2 separate regions of the Mus musculus genome follow, and region 1 is linked to region 2. Evidence: chromatin contacts called from public HiChIP or PLAC-seq data. All regions are on one chromosome and are shown on one strand. The core of a region is the stretch at or near the end of the contact, and the rest is flanking DNA. Distances in the headings are between cores, read along the strand shown. Region 1 has its middle 66 kb from the start of Gm34972. Region 2 has its middle 9.8 kb from the start of Gm34799.

What was found. HiChIP or PLAC-seq counts read pairs in DNA pulled down with a chosen protein or histone mark.
Region 1: a contact with region 2 is called in an H3K27ac HiChIP or PLAC-seq map of embryonic stem cells, with 2.7 times the contacts expected there. The contact joins two enhancer-like sites. A contact is called at or near these places in 2 of 115 datasets of contacts at active chromatin or transcription factors (embryonic stem cells and pancreatic cancer cells).

The regions. Positions count from the first base shown.
Region 1 is chr17:10,077,746-10,083,183 of GRCm38.p6, forward strand. No RefSeq gene overlaps it. Among named protein-coding and RNA genes, the nearest start is that of Gm34972, 66 kb to the right of the region's middle. Within about 2 kb of position 2,371, at least 50 of the 459 cell types and tissues checked have an H3K27ac peak or open chromatin away from gene starts, as enhancers often do. A contact at or near this core is called in embryonic stem cells, where this site is marked.
Region 2 is chr17:9,914,099-9,919,199 of GRCm38.p6, forward strand. It overlaps a transcript of Gm34799 not described here. Among named protein-coding and RNA genes, the nearest start is that of Gm34799, 9.8 kb to the left of the region's middle. Within about 2 kb of position 3,158, at least 5 of the 459 cell types and tissues checked have an H3K27ac peak or open chromatin away from gene starts, as enhancers often do. A contact at or near this core is called in embryonic stem cells, where this site is marked.

The sequences.
Region 1 (5,438 bases), core at 1,121-3,620, 160 kb after region 2:
CATCAATGGACAGATCCTGGAAACAGAAACTAAAGAGACACAGTGCAGCTAACAGAAGTCATGAACCAAATGGATCTAACAGATATTTATAGAACGTTTCATCCTAAAACAAAAGAATATACCTTCTTCTCAGCACCTCACAGTACCTTCTCCAAAATTTACCCTATAATTGGTCACAAAACAGGCCTCAACAAATACAAGAAGACTGAAATAATCCCATGCACCCTATCAGATCACCACAGACTAAGGCTGGTCTTAAATACCAACAAAAACAACAGAAAGCACACATACACATGGAAGCTGAGCAATGCTCTACTCAATGATAACTTGGTCAAGGAAGAAATAAAGAAAGAAATTAAAGGTTTATTAGAATTTAATGAAAATGAAGACATATCATACCAAACTTTATGGGACACAATGAAAGCAGTGCTAGGAGAAAGACTCATAGCTCTAAGTGCCTCCCAAAAGAAACTGAAGAGAGCTTACACTAGCAACTTGACAGCACACCTGAAAGCTCTAGAACAAAAAGAAGCAAATATACCCCAGAGGAGTAGAGGGCAGGAAATAATTAAACCAAATAGAAACAAAAAGAACTATACAAAGAATCAACAAAACCAGGAGCGGTTCTTTGAGAAAATCAACAAGATAGATAAACCCTTAACCAGACTAACCAGAGGGCACAGAGACAGTATCCAAGTTAATAAAATCAGAAATGAAAAGTGAGACATAACAATGAAGTATATCTTTAACTATTCTGTTTATTGAATAACAACAGTTGAAAATATTAAAATCATGTTCTACAAAAAAAAAAAAAAATCCTCTCTTAAGTCTCGGGTCCAACACAATTTTTTCACCAGCAGCCATTCAGTCTCCATTTTCCACAAAGTATTGAAATGTAAATCTCTTTGTGTAACAGCAAAGGATATGTTTTCTAAACTCAAGTTCTGCCCCTCACCCTGGGGAGAACCGCATAGGTCAAAGGCAAAGAAGATAAACAGCCATTAACAATGAGAATGGAAGGCGGGGTCTTTAAGTGAAGTTCTGAATAGATGAAACCAGATGGTTTGTTAGTTTTTTGTTGTTGTTTATTTTCAAAGAAAAATGTCTCCAAATTTTATCAAATGACTAACTTCTTATCACATAGTTAATTTTCAAAGTGTACCTAAAGAGCTTTGTAATAGAAAATTAGACCATTTTGAAACAGGATAGCCTCTGCTCTAGAGCTGTGTGCTATATAACCAGGGCTGGCTGTGTCTACACCAGCTCATTTCGTGCCACTCTGTGTCTGTCTGCTTTGTATGCAAATTCTTCTGGGAAGATCAGAGTCCTGCCGGGAATCTCTCTGATTTGGCCAGATATCCTCCAGTGCTAGTGTTAACTCTCAAACCCTGGGACAAATGTGAGATTCCTATTTAACATATCAAAGCTGAGCTGGCCGCCAGGATCTCCCAGCATCCTTCAGTCCCTACCTTGCGCCCTCTTATGCACCCCACCCCCACCTGACCCTGTAACTTTTCCAGCTGCTACATCTGGTCCCTGTCCCCTGCCTCCACTCTTCACATGGATCAGAGTGATGTCCTCTCTGGACTCTCCCAGATATCTCTGTGCTCCCTGCTCCCTTTTATCTACATACCGAGTAGCTGTCATGTCCTTTCCTTCCCCCCCCCACCCCCCCGTTCAGCATAGACATTTGATATCTTGAAATATTTGGCACCAGATAGCCCACCTTTCTCAGAAACACTCTCCTTTACAAAGCCAGCACAGTTACCAAGCACAACCTATAGGCAGGCCCATTTACATTCCTCTCGGTCAGCTGTTAAAATAGGGTAGTTTCTTTTGTTAATGTTTGGATGGATATAGGTCTTCCAAATGTGTGGAGGGAGTAGCTGAGGCAGATGGATGAAAAAGTGAAACAAAAGGAGGACATGACCACCTCCTTAAGTGTGGAGGAAATTTTGCTGTAGATGGAAGTCAGAAAGCCTGAAGAGCAAAGAGCCTAGGCTGGATGTGGCCCGCAGACTAACCTACCCCGAAAGGAGCCGGGGAGGCAGAGAAGCGCTGACCATAAGAAGGTCCTGGTGCCAAGAGATGGACATGGCCTCAATGGCTGAGTTATATGGGGAAGGGCAGCGGAAGCCCTGTCCCTTGGAAGGAGAGGCTTGAGGGTGTGGTCTGGGTGAGAAGTGGTGGGAGGAGCCACAGGTACTGAGTGTTTTGGGAACAGCTGGCCTCCATCAGCTTTGATATGTTAATAGGCACCTCAGCCATTTGTGGGTGACCTAACAGCAAGGTCAGAGGCTGAGACTATCTAGTACAAGTGTCCTCCCTCAACCACATTACCTCATCTGTTTGCCCAAATGGAAGCAAGCCAAGGAAGGATTAAAATACAACTACTAGCAAGTCATCAGCTTGCTCAGCCTCCTGCTCTCCAGTCCACGGGCACTCAAGTGTTCCTGTCATAGTGAGCTGTGCTGACCCCGGAGTCTACAGGGAGAGGACACGAAGCCTGGAATGACCCCTGTGAGCTGCCTGCGCGTAGACCCTGCAACTTCTCATCAGGACTGAGCGTGCAGCATGAGCAGAAGTAGTCCAGAGCCAAAGCTCAAAACACTGCTGCCAGAGTGAAGATCCACCGGTTCACAACACCCTCCAGGAGAAGATGCCAACTATTTTCCTGCAATTACACTGTTGCCACCCACCCTCTGTGTCAGCTGAATAAACGAATGAGCCCAATGGGCCGGAACCACAAACCAGATGCAAGCTAGGGCCAGTCCCCAGTCCCCACCCCCACCCCGTCCCCCACCCCCAGAGGGAAAGGACGAAGAACTAGGTTGAACACAGCGCCATTTTGGTTGGGTCTGGGAAGAAAACCCCTCTAAGAAAAACGAAGAAGGAACAACGCAGTGCTGGACATTCCCTCACTCCCATTAATTAGTAGCCCTCATGGCAGGACCCATTAATTTAACTTTTGGATGTCTGGAGCCCAGCCAAGATCTGCTCCCTCCATATGCTTAGCAAAGTGCAGAGCGATAACTCTGAGTACTGCTGACAGGCGCCATGATGGCACAGAGCATAGTCTTAGTGGCATCAATTTCTCCAAATTATCACTTGATTTTGAGGACCCCCCCCCACCCGCTCTGTATGCACTGCATTTGTAGCAGGTCTTGGCCTTCCAGGAGGTTCCAGGGCTTGATGCCCACCCTCAGTAATTGTTTTCCTTGGTCTGCTTTGCTCTCAACTAGCCAGAGTGCTACCCATCATGTCTCTCAAGTTCAGGCTGTCAAAGGAAGAAGCCAAACATCTCAGTCATGGTGCTTCCTGGGCTCTGTTTATTCTAGCCAGTGAGCAGGTCTGAGGAGATTTAGTGATAGTCGGGAAGCTGTGGGTTCTTGTAGGGTACTCACCAGTGAGAGGATGTGGTTAGATGACCTTGTGAATCCCCACCCGGCTCCCACATACCCACCCCACACTCATGTGCCTCTTTACATACAGAGAAAGAAGCATATCCATGCATACATACACACGCATACACACAGGCACACATGTATATACATAAACATAAGTAGGCACACACATACACATGAAGACACATGCATGCTAACTCATATACTCATAAATTCTCATATATACACAAGCACACATGTATCTTCATAGTCATTCATTCACACATATGTCTAAGCACACAATCACTCACACGTGTGCACCTCTGGACACATATATACACACATACATGCATGTAAATACATATGTATACACATATACAGGAACTCATGTATATACATAAACATGTATGCATATTAGCATACATAGAAGAATTTAAGTATACACATATATACAGGCTCGTGTGTACAGATACATGCATATATGTATGCACACAGGCAGGCACATACACAGATATGCACACATACTTTAGTTCTGCATTCCAAATTCTCACAGCGTTCCAATTCAGATTGATCCTAGCCTGTCCCTTGGCTGGCCTTGTTCAGCTCAACGGCAGAAGCACCCAGGCCCAAGCAAGCCCTGTGTTTACTGCCCATCAATTAATCAGGCTTGACTCGAACTCTTTCCAGCACGGCAGCTCCTTCCTCATAAAGTTTAAAATGTGTTGAATAAATGAATTGATCTAGTTACACACAGCCTGGCAAGTCACTGAACCACGCTGTGCTTCAGTTTCTCCATCTGCAAATGAGAAGAGCCCCAGCTGTCTCACGGGACCGAGGCGGGGATCATGGGAACGTGGCCGGCCAGTATTCACAAATATTTGTCCCTGCAGTTAAACTCATGGGTGGCTATTGACGCCTCACTATTGATAAGGTCTTTATTGACAGTGGTCCTGCCAGATGCTACAAGATGCAGAAGCCACAAAGGCAGAGGGGTCAGACATTGCCACCTAAGAAGCTCTTTGTCATGGCAACGGTGTGTATCGCTGCGTGTGACAGACCGATCCCAGAGCCCCTACTTCAGCAGAGGGGCTCACCTGATCCATGTGCACTTCTGAGAGCTCCCATGCTTTGCTTTATTGTGAATTTATGTGGCATGGGGCACAAGATTCCATGCATCAGAATAGGGAAAGAAGAGTGCCTATGTATGCCTCCTCCATAAATTCTGCACGATCGCTGTTCTCCTGGAGCTCAGTTCCAACAGCACACCTGCCCCCAACCCCGGGATGCCACTGCCTCTGCTCTCCCATACCTGCTGCCAAGATTCACCACATGTGACTCCACCCCCTTTCAGAAGTAGCAACTGTAAGAGGATGTGGAAATAAGACCAGGGAAAACCGCATAAGCACAAGGATAGAACTTACCCTGTCCCCAGAAAATGGTTGACATGTGGACATGACTAAATTTGAATCTTACAAAACTTAACAAGGCTCCTGAAGAAAACAGTCACAAAATGATAAGTAGGAAGTCAGGCATGAATGTGAGTCTCACTTACAATGAATGAGTAACAGCACACCACTAGAGACTTAGAGCCCCTCTTACGGGTCCTCCTGATCAGCCATTCATCTCATAGAAAGGCTTCCAGGCAAAGGCCAGATCCTCTATGCAGAACCCAGGCCAGCCCCAGTAACCCTACAGCCACTGGGTGTACACAGCTTCTTCTTCATCTCGCTGCAAAGTGTACAGTGTCTCCAGAACTAGGACATGGCTCTCCCTACCTGTCCATGCACCTGTTGAAGAAAGAGCAGGTGAAACTCACCTAAACAGATTTTGTTGGACTGAAAAAGACCAAGAATAAAGCCCCAGGCCCCTTCTAATTGTTGAGAAGCTGGAGGGATAACACTGCATCCCTGTTTGGCATCCATTCTGATCAGCACAGCGGTACTTCAGTAACACCCTCTGTCAGGGCAGTAGAGAACACCCTGGGAGTCTGTCATATGCGCCTCTGCTCTGCCCTCTATGTTGGTCACCTTCTGCCACATTCCCCTCCTCTCAGTG
Region 2 (5,101 bases), core at 1,908-4,407:
AAGAAGCACAGAAAACTCGGGAGAGTGCAGCCTCAGTATGAACTTCAGTGCCCTCTGAGGACGTTGGGAGTCCCACAGGCCAGATCAGCTTGGATGAGCATCACTGTTGCCCTGAACATCAGCAACATTACCAGAGCCTGGTGGAGTATGATATTATGTTTCCAAGAATTACGCCGCTGGACCTCTTCTGACCAAAAGAGGAAAACTAAAGAAAACCACTTCCTGCTCCTTAAAAATCTGGCAGCAGGGAGAGGTCTTTTCCTGATGTCAATGGAACTGAATAAAATATTCTAGGAAATATCTCCATCCAGATGTCTGGAACAGACTCAGATTTGCTAAGCTTGCGTGTAGGTCGGATTTTCAGGGAAACCGAGAAGTTTACAGTGACGTCACCCTTCCAATGAGCCCCCAACCCTTCCCACTGAGCTCTGCACACGGTCCTGCTCCCTTTGGCTGTTGCTTGTGCCAGTGACGCATGCCTTTAATTTCAGCACTTGGAGGAAGAGGCAGGCGAATTTCTGAGTAGCCTGGTCTACGGGGTAAGTTCCAGGACAGCCAGGGCTACACAGAGAAACCCTGTCAAAAGTAAAGAAAAAGAAGAGAAAAAAGGAGAGAAAAGGAGAGGAGGGGGAGGGGAGAGGGGAAGGGAGAGGGGAAGGGAGAGGGGAAGGGAGAGGGGAAGGGAGAGGGGAAGGGAAGGGAAGGGAAGGGAAGGGAAGGGAAGGGAAGAGAAGAGAAGAGAAGAGAAGAGAAGAGAAGAGAAGAGAAGAGAAGAGAAGAGAAGAGAAGAGAAGAGAAGAGAAGAGAAGAGAAGAGAAGAGAAAGAAATATTTCCCTCTAAATGGATCATTGCTCTCAAAGCAGTGGTAACAAATATTACCATCTTGACTTACTAGCCACCATGGGGACTGTTCAGTATTATGTACATTTATTACATTATAAAATATTTTTACATAGTATACATACCATCACCCATCAGTGACAGATTTTAAGTTACCTTAGGCTGCTTGCTTATAAGATGCTGAAGTGTTATCCCTAGGCTTTCTGGATGCCCATCGATGCTCAGAAAATACCCCTCTGTGTGGCTAATGAAATTTAACCCTACTTGTCATCCTCTGTTTAAGCTGAGACTCACATAAAGGAGATTGGTGATGGTAAGTTGAAAGAACAGTGTTAGGAAAGGGATAATATTCTTGTCACCCATGTCCAATGGGTAATTTTTGGATGGAGGAATTCTAGGACAACAGAATATTTTCAATGAGTTAAGAGGACCCTGCCAGTAAGATGACCAGGCAGTTTGTGCTTGAAAATGGAAGACTTGTAGAGAACATCAGAGAACTGATTATTACTAATTTACTTCTTACAGAGATACATACTCATCCAGGGGTGGGGTCTCTCCGCACAGCAGAGGGGCTGTGTCGGAAGGGACTTGGAAAATCAATAGTCTGAAGACAACTCCATTTCCTGACATAAAAGGTAATACTTCTGAAATTTAAATTTTATTAATAACGAGAAATAAGTGACTCAATACTTCTCGATGAATTCCAAGGCTAAAGTGAACTATCCCCGTGTTAACCATGGATCAGCACATATTCCTAGCTCCCCATCCCCGTGAACTTACAACTGCACAGTGCACTCTAAGCTCACAGCACTGACTAGGTTCTTGAGTTCTAGAAAACCAAATTATGAATGACGGGCGGGCTCTCATCTAAGCGGCATACCACAGAGTTTGGAAAATTGTCTCTTCAGAGACACCAGAGTGAAATCTGAGCAGATCCTTGCTATTCACCAGAATCACACATAAAAAATCTCACTGCTAATAATAATAATAATAATAATAATAATAATAATAATAATAATCCTGTTAACATTTTAGAAAAAAGGCTACAGCAGGTATTGGCGACACAGTAAGGAACTAGATCCATAAACAAGGGATGTTTCCTGAAGTAAGGAAGGTTGGGGTGTCAATGGGCCTTCTGGCAGCCACAGCGGGGAAATGGCAGGTGCCGTGGCCCAAGAAAATGTCCTTGGTGAATTACTCAATTTTAGCGCATTCTTTGACCATGGTACTATTTCCCGTCTGTTTAAAGATGCTTATCCCAAGAAAAAGACTTTTCCTTTTTAGTCTAAAGGGAAAAGTAAGGGAAGACATGACAGCGTGGTGACCACCTCCAAAGATCAGCATAGCATTAGATAGGAAGGTGGCAGAGTACCCTGTGCCTCTAAAGAAATATCTAAAATCAAGTGAGTGGAAGCAACGAAGGAGCAGGCCACCATGAGGAGAGAGAAGTTTCCCACAGTGAGAGCCTAGAAGATTGAGTGGCTTTCGCCGTTCCTGACACTGTTTTGGGATGGGGCAGGAAGAGGGTAGATACATGAAGGACTAATTCTCAAGTGTTGAAGAGTGTAAACTTTCATTTAGACACAGGTCCATCCAAATGCCCTTTAACTTCTGGGTATCTCCACCTCTTTGCCAACAGACATGGTATTTTTGACTCCCTACTCTTGCGACTCAAATGGAGGTTATTTGGTAAATGCTGTTTCAGGATGTCATTAATACTGTCTTATCACTGAGACAGACGTTCATTATTTTTTTATGTTATGTGTGTTAATGTTTGCTTGCATGTATTTCTGTGTATTGCACACACACTTGGAGTCTGCAGAAACCAGAACAGGCTATCAGATGTGGAATTACAGATGGTTATAAGCACCCATGCGGATGACAAGAACTAAACGCAAGTCCTCCACCAGAGCAGCAGATGCTTTTAACCGAGAAGACATTTCTCTAGTCCCATGGGACAAACATTCTCTTTCTATTTTTGAAGATTAGAAGATGCTTAATTATCTATATGTGTGGGTGAGTACATACACGTGATACAGGTATCAGGTTTCCCTGAAGCTGGAGTTATAGGCGGTTGTGAGCTGCCTGGTATGGGTGCTGGGAGCCAAACTCCAGTCCTTAGCAAGATTATTGAATGTTCTAAAGTATGGAAGTATGTCTCCAGCACCAGGACAAAGACTCCTAATTAAGCAAACAGACTGTAGCCTCCCCCAGCCTTGAGTAGGCTGGCTTTGACCTTGCTGCCACTGAGAATGAGACCACCTGGGTGGAGCCTTCTGACTTAGCTGGCTCTATTGTTCTGTCACCTGCTGCTGCTTTTCTCCAAGACACTGCTACCTGCTGAGAGGTCCAGAGATATTCCGGAGACAGTACCCAGCAGATCACCTACAGGCTGGCAACAGGCACCAAGAATAGATTGGTGGGGGGATGGGCCTCCCCACTTTATAAGCACAGACTCTTAGTAAACTTGGGGGCCTTGAACAGAAACGTGTCTTGGCCTCCATTATTTCTCTCATCATTCTCTCCCATACAGCTCCTGCCTCCCACTCAGGAACCCAGACTAAGCTCCTACCACCTATAAAGGAAGCAAGGAGGTCAGGGTGCAGCATCTCAGCATCTCACTGAACCTCCTTTCTCATTCGTTCTTGTCCTGGGACTGCCAGGGAACATACCACAACCAGAGGGATGCTTAAATCACTATTGCACAAAGCTTCCAGTAAGGCCTTGGGATCACCAAGGACTTCGTGTGTCCTCATAAGATGCTCCTTGAGCCCTTCATCCTTATAAAGCCAAGGCTTAAATGAGATCTAAAGTCCTCTTAACAATCAGTTGGAAAAAGACAGATCATCAGACTGGAAACAAAACAAGAAACTTCTCAAAGGAGGCTCTTTAAACAGCCCACAAGTATACAAAATGTGCATGAGCATTTCACTTCTGAAGAAATACACTAAAAATATAAGCTATTACTGAATAACTGTCATAAGACATAAAATTAAAAACACTATACCAAAGTTTGGTAGCGGTGTGGAGCAACTTAACCCTTAAGTGGCTAGCACAGATACTTATTCCACTTTGAAACACTGTCAAAGCAGTACGCCATTAGCCCATCAACCAGATATGACACTTCATGCATGAATACAACCGCACTTCTATGCATCCAAAGATCTATACGGGAATCTTCAAGCAGCATTACTCAACAACAAATTAAAACTAGACTGCAACCCAAATATTTGTTAAGACAGAAATATGTACCTAAGACTACGGCATGTCACAGGTGAAATACTTGATAGCAGTGCAAAGGAAACACAGGAGTATTCAATGATATGAGTGAGTCTGCAAAACCATGAGAAAGACGACAGAGGAAACCCTAAGTCCTGTTTCTGTGAAGTTCACGAACACAGAAACAAATCCACACTTTCAGAATTAAGGACAGTTACCACCATAAGGCAGCAACAGCTGCCAAGAGCCATACAGGATAAAACTCTGTACTGCCAGGAGGGTTTGACTGACAGGATGGGCTGTGATAAAACAGACTCACTACAAGAGCTCACTGCTGTCCTCTTTGTAAATTGTGTACCATCCTGCGTGTTATGAATGAAGAAAGTTTTTAGACTGAGCATCCAAGTATGGTTGTGTACACCTACAATCCCAGCACCCAAGAGGATAAGATAGTAGAATTTCTTTTGTTTGGTTGGTTTTTGTTATGTTTTGGGGTTTTTTGGGTTGGTTGCTTGTTTGTTTATTTTTGTTTTGTTTTGTTTTGATTTGATTGGTTGGATGGTTGGATGGTTTTTGGGAGTTTCTTTTGGGCGGGAAGTATTATTTAGAATGCCAATATTCCTCAAACTATTCCACAAAATAGAAATAGAAGGAACATTGCCAAACTCATTCTATGAGGCCACAGTCACCTTGATACCTAAACCACACAAAGACTCAACAAAGAGAGATAATGTCAAACCAATTTCCCTTATGAACATTGATACAAAAATACTCAATACTCAAAAACCAAATCCAAGAACACATCAAAACATCATCCACCATGATCAAGAAGGCTTCATCCCAGGAATGCAGGGTGGTTCAGTATATAAAAATCTATCAACATAATCCACCATATAAACAAACTAAAACACACACACACACATACACACACACACACACACACACACACACAAAATCATCTCCCTAGATGCCAAAAAACCACATTTGACAAAATCCAACACCCCTGCGAGATAAAAGTCTTGGAGAGAGCAGGGATAGAAG